Linked DNA regions of Zea mays: region 1 is linked to region 2. The links are chromatin contacts, called in public Hi-C maps. All regions are on one chromosome and are shown on one strand. The core of a region is the stretch at or near the end of the contact, and the rest is flanking DNA. Distances in the headings are between cores, read along the strand shown.

Region 1 (5,323 bases), core at 109-2,608, 240 kb before region 2:
GTGGCATGTATACATACTCTTTGCAAGATTGCTCAAACAGATCAGCAAGTGTGGACACCCCCTCCCAGTGTGTCTCAACAGGTTGTTCAAAACGATAGTTACGGACTGCATATCCAGGCTCCCCACCAACCTCAACTGGCACTCCCCTCATCCTTTGGGCCTTTCTCCTCTTGCGGAGCAGCAGGGAGACCGCGACGGGGACAAGAATCCCAACAAAGTAAGGATTCATACTTCTGCACTGGTCAACCCTATAGCTATACTTGCTTGCAGCAGGTGAACTAACAGATCCACATGCCCTGAGGCAAAAACCTGCAGATAAGTATTACAGTGAGAAGTTTTCAAGGTTTCAGGTCTAGGTTGCGATATCAAAGTGACTTTGTAAAGAAGAGGTGAAGTGCACGATTAGTCATGTTATCTGACCTGGTGAACAGAGTAAGCGCACCCACTCCACTTAGGGACAGAAAATGGACCGATTGACTTTACACCATTATATCCAATACAGTAAAGTCAAGTAGTGCAGTCTGTATAGCTATTCATTTATACCTTCTAATACAGCTTTCCCCTGTATGCATTTAATACTCATACTCTCATTGTCATTATAGAATTGAACTTAACACAAGCATCCCTCCTGCTTTGTTACGGGTTACCCAAAAGTTAGTGGGCAGTGATAAAAGTTACTGGACAAGTTTTTGAAAAAGGAAAGGAAAGATAAGGAAAGAATAGTTGGAATGGTACTATTTTTAAAACTAAAAAAACGGTTGGAGTCAAGTGGAACAAGCTTCTTTCGACAGTACTTGCGAAGTGCTACATCACCGACTATAGTGCATACGTACTTGTTCTCCCTCCTCCATCTCCTCCACTCCTGGTTTTATATTAAATATATACAACTGTCTCAGCTCATGACATAGCATGCTAATTCAGTAGTAATTTCTGAGAGAATTACAGAGCACAGGCACAGGCACAGGCACGGCGCAGTAAACATGGAACAATTATACAAAGCATTAGCAACGAGTAATGAGACCCCACGAGTTCCCCCGAGAGTGATTCAGATCGCGCCCAGGCCGCCGTCACTACCCCCAACCGGCCAACCCCCGTCCACCTGGACAGCGCACTTCCACACCGCGACGACAACAATGAGAGAGGGAGAAGGAGCGGTGGCACCGAACCTTCCGGGGACGACGGCGGAGAACGCGCGGGCGGGGCGGGGCGGCGGCAGGGCGAGTCAGCGAGGTTTACGCCTCGTCAGACCTCAGTCGTCAGTCGTCACACATTCCGGTTTGGTTCTCTCGCCAGTCGCCACTTATGTCGCTCTCGCCTGCTGGCGGCTGCGGCTGGCTTTCCGCTCCATCAGGCCCCATCGAATCCAATCCCTTCCTTAGCGGATAAGCGGGCTATAGAGCCCGGCCTGAAAGCGTACATAATGGGCCGCATTTTGCAGCCCGCTTTGCCAATTTCAAGTTCTAATCTATTCTATAAAAAATGAAAAAATATATAAATATGTAGAATTAAAAAATATTAGAAATGTTTATATATATTTACCTATAATAAATTTAAATTTAACTTTAATATATTAATAGAGTAAATAATAAGGTATATCTATTTTTTAAAAATATATAATTTCTTCCAGAAAATTTATAACTTTTGATAGTTTGATTATACTGGTTAGATCATTTTTGCCTATACATTTATAAAACAGTACACCACATATACACATATACTCGACCGACTGAATGTCAGAGGGTAATCTCTCCGTTGAAATTATAATGGTTATTTCGTTGTTAGGATTGCCTTTAATAACAGCTACTCTAGTGATACATAATTTTGATGACACAAAATTGGTACCATGACATTCGTATTAAATTCAAAAACACTTTCTCCTGCCAATATCCCCTCTCTTCATTCTTGGCACACAACCACACCCCCAAAAGAATGTTACTGAAGAGTGAAGACAACCCCCGCTATCTTTTCTGTTTAAAAATCGAAAATGGTACAATAATTTAGCGCGTAATGTATACGTTACACACTGGGTAGATGCTATATAAGATTCAAATGTTACAATAAGCTTTTGGTGCCTACAGCACCTTATGGCGGGTTGGAGAAATTGAGGGCATCAAACTAGTGTGGTGCTAAAACTAATTAATGGTTGAACCAAAAACTTCATCCGGAGGCAACCGCAGGTCTTTCCCGGTCTGCGCACTCCTCTTTATCGAACTCATCTATCAGCTCCCTCTGCCTTTGCGTCACATCCCTGGAAACAGGAAAATCATCGTGATTACCTCAATTCTTTGAATAATAAAATAGAAATGAAGATCTGCTGCAGGTGAAGAGGCATACGTCGGAACCCTGATATTGAAGTGTACATACTGATTCCCAAACACTGGCGAGTTCCTCGCTTTTATTCCTGAAAAGTATATAAAATGTTAATTACAATACTATCAATTCAACAAAAGAATAGAAAAACTAATATTTACTGTCCAATATCTTCTCTTTCACCAGTTATCAAGGGGCAAAAGGCCAGAGTGAATGCTGAACTAATCAAAGAATCCATTAAAAAAGGGTTTTGTTGTAACTCTAGTAACCGACCTTTGCCCCGGAGGACGACCTTCTCTCCAGGTTGGGTACCTTGACGAACCTGGACAAATAATACGACAAGCAAGGTAACCTTTAAGAAATCATGCAACAAGAATTTGAAAATTCAGAAGAGTGAAGAATGCATACCTTGACTGTAACATTTCCAGTGAGGGTTGGTACCGTGACAGTTCCACCTAGGACAGCCTGTAAACGAAGCAGTTTTACTAATTTAGAATTTAGAGCTTCTCATCATCTAAGGAAAGGATACTTTAGACAACAATAATCCAAAGAGTGCACCAAAGTCCGCACTCAAGAACATTGTCATTGCATGCATATGTGCGCACAATCAGGGCAGCCTGCCACCGTTGAAGTAGGATCGCAATTCACACCCACACCCACCTATCACCATCACACCTTGCCCTATATATGGATACAAACCTCTGACCAGCAGGCCTACATGCTCGTTCCTTCCACCACAGTGATCTGGACTAGTGCACACTCACCATTGTCATACCCGGTGCTTGTGAGTTTGTCCATCAGTGTCCTACACCCTGCCTGGGCATGTCTGGCCCTGTCTACTTGCACTTGCTGTCACCCTACTCACATGTTGCCCCAGTAATATGCCCATTTAACGTCAACATATATACAGTGATCACTACAGATCAAGAGTGATGATGTGATACACTGATATAGCATTCAGAAGAGTCAGGGGAGGCTTGAGCAGAGCAGGTGCAAAACAAGAAATTCTGAAAATTGACATCCAATTCACGAGACTTTCAAGATTTGATAAGGCCAGTGGGTCAGATAGCAGATCTAACCAGTTGGCGCCAGAGAACATCTGAATCGAGAATTCAGATTGAGGCGAAAGTGAGGGGACAGATGGAGAGAAGAGGAGGAAACCAAACATATGTGCAGAAACATATTTCTCAGGTGTGGGAGGTAATTTCTTGGATTTGATGGATGGGGTCAGGAAAGCAAGATGCATCCAAGCACCTTGTTCACTCTGACTGCATATCTTTTCTCAATTTCTCTCTCCAGAAAAGATGTCTTATGGTAGCTAAATCTTACCTCAGATCAGGATACCTCCATCACAAACTATGTGATCATACAAAACCTACACGACTTTTGGAGCCGTCTCCTCGTTTGGCGGGGCTTCTGCCTCCCGCTCATCGACATGTGGACCCATGTTTCCATTTTCTGTGAGTGGTTTCTTGTCCCATGGGCGCCGTAAGGAGGGAAGGCCAGATGCCATGGGGGGCTACGCTCGCTCTGGCCTGTGGCTGCCCTCTTCCTCCCCGCTCTGTCGCTGCTAGCACGCCTCCCCCCTCTCCTTCCTCGCGCTGCCCAAAGTAGGACGCTTGCTTCTTCCCTCGATGGCGACGACCGCTGACACCGTCTTCCGCGCCGATGCACCTTGCATGTGTATCCCTCCTCCCCATCGCTCCTGTCCGCTACCCCTCCCAGACTAGATCACTATAAGACGGCGCGCAGTCCAACCTAGGCCGACGCCTCTCGCTGCCGGTGGCCGTGGCGTACAACCACCGTGTCGCCAGCTTTGAGGGCTACGAGATGAAGAGCGAGTACGGCTATGTTCGCAAGGTTCATGCCTCCTCCCCCCTCCCACCCCTCCCGCTCGTATTGCTTGCGCCTACATCCCGCTGCTCAGTTTCGCACAATCGCTGGTGCCCGTGGGCTGCACGGAATCGTGTTTGAGTCGTCGGCGTATGGCGTGCTCGGATCGAGCTGAATTGCTGCCAGATTTGGTTACCAGTGGGTTCTTGGTTTGGGATTTGGGTGGTTTTGGCCGTTACTGTATTGGATTTCTTAGGCGTGGCTGGCCTTCTCCAGGTGGTGCTGTGATCTAGCCAGCATTGTGGGGGTGGCTTGGTGCAGTGGTTTTGGAGATTTGTGGAGTGGTATTTGGATTGCAATGTTGTGATTTCAAATAGATTGGTAGATCTGCTGAAGATAATCTGGAAAGAATTTACGATCATATGAATATGTGAATTCAGAATTACAAAGGTTCCATTACTGAAACACTATACCAAACACACCAATTTCTTTTGTAGGTTGTCACCGAATGATAGCCTCGACAACGCCAAGGTTACAGAGGCCATCGGCATCAGGCTGCCGGACATCGGAAGGGCCATAAGGGTAAGGAAATCTCCACCTGATTTTATGTTGTTCCCATGTTTCTGGGGCAATGAAAGGGACAGGACTTTAGATTTTGGCCAATTACTTTTCTTCTGAACTAATCGAAACTGGCATACTGTGCTTACCCCAAGTGATTGTGTGGTTTAATTTTAGGTTTATGGCGCGATGATTCATCTCAGAGTTTCTGATTCTTATGTTTTGTCACAAGGGCAAGACAGCAAGTCATTTTGCTGCTAAAGTGTTAATATGCAAACTGTGTTTGATCAAGCGAGAATTTTTCCTCCGTTTTTGTAAGCATTGACTTGTTGTGAAACCGACATTTGGGCTATATGATGCGGTAGTTTGTGTTGCCCTACAGAAGCACATAGTTGAATGTACATGGCTTACCTCAAAAACTTGTAATTTACACTATAATGTTTAGATATGGCGTCTTCAATAAATACTGAAATGATTTTTGTTTATACGATGGATTATATAATGTGTTTCCTAATTCGTTACACTATTGAGAGACATAAGGATTATTAAATGTACTTTGTAACTTGAACCATCTGACTCTGTAAGCTTTCGGTACATTGACAACCATACAATGCCAAAGCAC
Region 2 (5,131 bases), core at 2,541-5,040:
ACTGTACCTGGCGGCGTGCCAGGAACCCTCGCGCTGCCGCCTGAATCCGCACCGCTGCTTGGAGTTCCTTCTCTGTCTTCTCCTTGTAGCGGTGGAACATCACAACGAATTGGTCCCACTTCTCTTCGAGCCGAGTGAATGCATCTAGAGTTGGAGAGGGCGGGTGGGAGGGCGTTGCGGCAGCAGATGGTGCGGCGGCTGGTGGTGGTGAGGGATGGGCGGCTGGTGGTGGTGAGGATAACCTGGAGCTGATACCAGGTGTCATGGACCTTTGGTCCATGGGGATAACTGTCTTCTCCGGCGAGGTTATACCCCTCTGCCGCAGGCTTGGTTCTAGGGTAGCAGCCCTAGGCGCTTAAGAGGGTCATTGCAAGGGAGAGAGATTGGTTTGTTAATGATCTTGCTTGATTTATTCCCTGTTGCCATGCGACTTATAAATAGCCCTATGGCTAACCAACTTCTCCTACAAACTCTCAACTAACTCCTACTTTCTTGGACTTATCTGATGCTAACCAACTCTCCACGATTCTCTCATCCCAATCCTATTCTCTAGCCTTATCCCAGCTCATCTCAATCTTATTCTCTAGCCTTATCCTAGCCTGGCTGTTGCGTCTCGCTCCCTATGATGCCCATGACAGCGGGTGTGCCATGTGTGCGGACAATCCGGCAGGCGCGCCGTGTGTTGGTGGTCCAGTTCCAACAGCCCTACGGTGCCTCCTGGCATGCCCACAAGGCAGGCATGGCAGCAGAAGTCGCAGTTGCTGCTGTCATCACCTGTGGGCTGGCTCAGCCCATGGCAACCTGGGCCACAGCAAATGCATGCATAGATTAAATTCACTAAATTCACTTATTTCAAGCTTTGCTTAGATATAGGCTAAAACAGTTGTTACTCGAGGTCAAGAACAATAAGGTAGGAACAGATTCTGTATATCAGTCATAAGAATCACTGAACAAATCTGACCCGTCTTTAAAAACAGGCAACCAGAAAAATCAAAACAGAGAACTCACCAGTAGTTACTATCATGGTTGAATCATCTATAGCTCCCATATAGCGAAGCATTCCATATTCCAGCTCTGCAAATCCCTGAAGTTGAAGTTCACAAACAGTTATGGATGTGGAATAAGAAGACTTTAATTTTGTTATAAGCATACTTTTCCATTTTAAAAGCAGTGTTGACTCAACAACAAGACCATCAATTTGGTATAGTTTATTTTCTGCTAAAGCAATGTAAAAAAAGGTGAAACTGTGGAAACTTCTTTGGTGCACTCTACTAACTAATTCTATTCAGATGTAGAAAGAAACAACAATATCAACTTGATTTCAATTTTCAACTATATATACATAAAGCAAACGGTTACCTCTCCCTTCCCTAACCGTGCTCCTGAACTTGGATCAACTGCCACTGACCCAATCACAATCAAATCCACCTTAAGGCTTTCATCTAAACCAATTGGCCTCCCATATTTAGCTGCACCAACAGAAGTGCATGCTTCAGGAATGCACCCAACAGGTATCATCTGAGAGTCCATAACTGAGAAAAATCCTGTCCTTAGCCGAGGTTGCGGAGTCAACAGCTTTTTATCACCTAGATGACAAAAAGTAGCACCGAATCAAAAGGAGAAGCAAACAAATCATTTTCAAATTCTCAGGCAAGAAGTTTAGCATGATTGCAGTGTTTGTCCTTAATAGAATGGGTACATCTGATCGAAAGCTAGAAAAAATGTACAGAAAACCTGAAACACTAACCAACCAGTATATGCTTTGGTTTGCAGCATGAAATTCATTGAGAGATCAAGTGCTATTAACTTATGAAGTTAATCAGGAAACAGAATGATACAATTACATACTGGTGCATTACAACGAGAAATTAACTATGCAGCAATAAGCATGAATCGACCTAGTATATCATGCTCCACTGACTAATTCAGAGCACGCTTGATCATACGACCTTACACCAGAAAAGCAACTACAGTAACCTGGCGCAACTTCAAGGGAGGTGCAGGTGTGGTTACTTATTCTGCAAAAATTGGTCTTAAAAGCACTAGATTTTCAAACTGACAGAGTTAGCTTCCATGATGGTGGTGCCATGCAATCAAGATGGTGGACAAACAGCATAGAGGAAGACTTAACTCTTTGGTAATTTTTCTCTGAGCACAAGCTTGCTGGTGTGAACAGCAGAGGAGGGAGCCTTACAGTGCGCACTCAGGGAGTCAGGGCTATAGGGACATTTGAAACCTTTTCTAGGACCTACTGTCTTGTGTGAGTGGTGTTGTACACTTGGATACTCTTTCCTGTTCAATAAATGGCTCGCACTCTCCTGCGCATTTGAGAAGAAATAAACAAGCTATCTTCAAGAAAGGTTGATGATACTGACAGCTACTTGTTTTAGCCAATCTAGGAACTAGATGCACCAGAGTTTTAATTTTTTTTATATGTGCTGACAAAGTCTATGCACATGCTAATATGCTGCTGCCACAAATAATACGTAGACACGATTAGGCCATTATAAATTGTAGCAATTATAGGTACAGACCTGACAATGTTAAGAACCGAACTTGCTTCTGAGGTGTGTCAGGATTGACCTTTACACAATGGGACTTCTGAAATATGTCAAGCCTCCCCAACTGGTGACAGTTCGAAACGTTGCAGGTGTTAATGATGAGCACGCGAAACAATTTACAAAACAACAGGAATAGAAACAAGAGTTGATGTTACAAATTATGTAATGAATGATCAATAAGTGCAGCAGAAGCGATAACTTAATCGCACAATCATAATTTCTTGCTCCTACAGATGATAAGAGAGCAATGTTTTGAGCCCTCAATTTGGATTAGAGAAACCAAAACATTTGGGTGTGTTTGGTTTGAAGAATGAGACGGTCCATCTTCTTACTCATTATTTTTTTGCTTGGTTTGTGGAATAGAATTCGTGGAATTGTTTGATCCATCACAATATCATTCCTCACAAGTTAATAATTAGTATATGCATGAGGAATGAGTTAATTTCACCAAAATTCATGGGGTGAACTCACCATGCACCAGCACCAGTGCACCACCTTATGAAGCATGCAGACCAAACACTCAGGTGCCTGATCGGATTGGTCAAATGCAATGCAGGGTTCCACATAACACTCTAACTGAAACACAATTTGATTTGACATAATTTCGCTTATAAGGCTAACACTAACAGCCTAACTTGCATATTTGCTGTCGGCATAATTTCACATCAGACGAAAGGTGGGCCGCCATTCAGCTCCGATTCCTTCCGGAGAAACTTGCTGTCGGCTTAGGTAGGAGGGCGCAGAACGGGCGGGCGAGAGAACGAGGGCGAGCGCGCGTACGGCGTACCGCGTCTGCGGCGGCGGGGGCGCCGTCGAAGTTGGGGATGCGGTGGTGGACGGGGCGCGGGTCCCGCGCGATGCCCTCAGCCTCGAGCGCGTCCCACACCCGCTTCCGTATCGCCCACTTCCAGGCCCGCGGGCCGGCCTCCGCTGCCGCGGCGGTGGACTCCATCCCGGCCCGCGCCGCGGCGTCCAGGCGCAGCCGCTCGGCCTCGAAGGCGGCCGCGTCGAACGAGGCCGAGGACGACGACGAGCTCCTGGCCGCGGACGCCACGGAGGCCGTGGCGCGGCGTGAGACGCGCGCGGCGCGGCACAGCGGTAGCGGCGGCGTGGCGGGGAAGAGGAGCGGCATCGCTTGGCTAGCTTCTGCGCACGCTCGTCACTCGCGCGCCAGGGAAGGGAAGCCACGGATTCGGGATATTTTCGCAATTATAGAAAACGGGAGAGCGGGTTTCACCGGAACGAAACGTTCCCGCACGTAGGGTTCGGTCTATTTGGATAATTCAGAGTTTGTGAAATTTTAGGATCTGAAAAAAATAAGAATCAAAATTTTCAAAATAATTTTAGGAACCGAACTCTAATAGACTCATAATTTTGATTCAGTCTCGAATAATAGAAACTAGTATCATTTGTTAAATATATACAATAAATAATTAATTGTAAGTACTATTATTGTTGGGTACCGTAATTAGGGGTACCCCCAATACTCTTAAGCACGGCTGGAAAACATCTTCAAAACAGGCCGTAAAGACTGGTAAGCACAGCTCAAAGTTAAAGCCTCATCTACCAAGGGACGCGATCTCGTCTCGTCCGAGCCCGACCTCGAGCAAGAACAGTAGTCCCGGACGGATTCACGCCTCGCCCGAGAGCCTCCTCAGGCAGTGGGCGCACCCCCGGCTCGTTCGAGGCCAAGCTCGGACAAACTTTGTCGTACAACAACCTCGACCAAATCGCCTTACCATCGACCGTATCGCATGCGCATTCAATGCGGGGATCACCTGACACCTTATTCTGACACACGCGTCTCAGTTGGCAAGGTCGAATTGACCGCAGTCACTTCGCCCCTTTACTGATCGTTCTGACAGGAAAACAACACTATTCACCCTGTTCCGACTACTGTGCCAACCACCAGGGTAAAACTAACGACAGTAAGTCACAACCTCCCCCGAGTTCAGTCTCGGGTGCAACAGGGAGCTCCGCCTCGCCCGACCCCAGGCCTCGGCCTCAGCCTCGCCCTCGGGAGAAGGTCTCCGCCTCGCCCGACCCCAGGCCTCAGCCTCGGCCTCAGGAGGAGTCACAACCTCGCCCGACCTCAGCCTCGGCCTCAGGAGAAGTCACCGCCTCGCCCGACCTCGGCCCGACTACGCCACAGGGGATACATCATTACCCTACCCCTATCTAGTTGCATCAGGCTACGAAGGAACAAGACTGGTGTCCCATCTAGATTACTCCGGCAACAGGTAATGATGGTTCTCTGCCTGCGTCCATGACGTCGATTGTTCTCAACTCTCTACGAAGGCAAAGAAACGTCAGCAGGACCCAGGACCGCACCGTCAGCTACGCTTCTACAGGGCTCAAGCACTTCTCCACCTGCCACGTTAGCACATAGCTACACCTCATATGTACAGCTGGGTCATCTCCTTGTATTTATAAAAGGGGATGCCCAGGGCCTTCGAGGGGAGGAGGGGTGGACGCAAAAGGAGGCCAACTCAGACGGCTCGCTCCAAGGTCAAACCCTCTCCCACGAAGCTTGTAACCCCTACTACGAGCACCCCGGTGCAAGATAATAT

The links. A called contact is a pair of places that touch in the nucleus more often than the background predicts.
Region 1: a contact with region 2 is called in a Hi-C map of leaf, with 5 times the contacts expected there. The contact joins the promoter of LOC103640823 here to the promoter of LOC100192785 in region 2. A contact is called at or near these places in 5 of 25 Hi-C or Micro-C datasets (bundle sheath, ear, endosperm and 2 more).

Annotation. Positions count from the first base shown.
Region 1 is chr10:9,203,201-9,208,523 of Zm-B73-REFERENCE-NAM-5.0, reverse strand. It overlaps LOC103640823 (long chain acyl-CoA synthetase 9, chloroplastic), which reads right to left and starts at 1,358. Exons shown (of 12, transcript XM_008664290.3): 1 at 1,167-1,358; 2 at 1-309. The coding sequence starts at 229. LOC100304399 reads right to left here. Exons shown (of 18, transcript NM_001165835.1): 15 at 2,719-2,775; 16 at 2,584-2,632; 17 at 2,335-2,401; 18 at 1,945-2,248. The coding sequence ends at 2,158.
Region 2 is chr10:8,962,483-8,967,613 of Zm-B73-REFERENCE-NAM-5.0, reverse strand. LOC100192785 (5-formyltetrahydrofolate cyclo-ligase1) reads right to left here and starts at 3,790. Exons shown (of 7, transcript NM_001358553.1): 1 at 3,349-3,790; 2 at 2,535-2,625; 3 at 1,360-1,586; 4 at 1,009-1,084. The coding sequence starts at 3,693.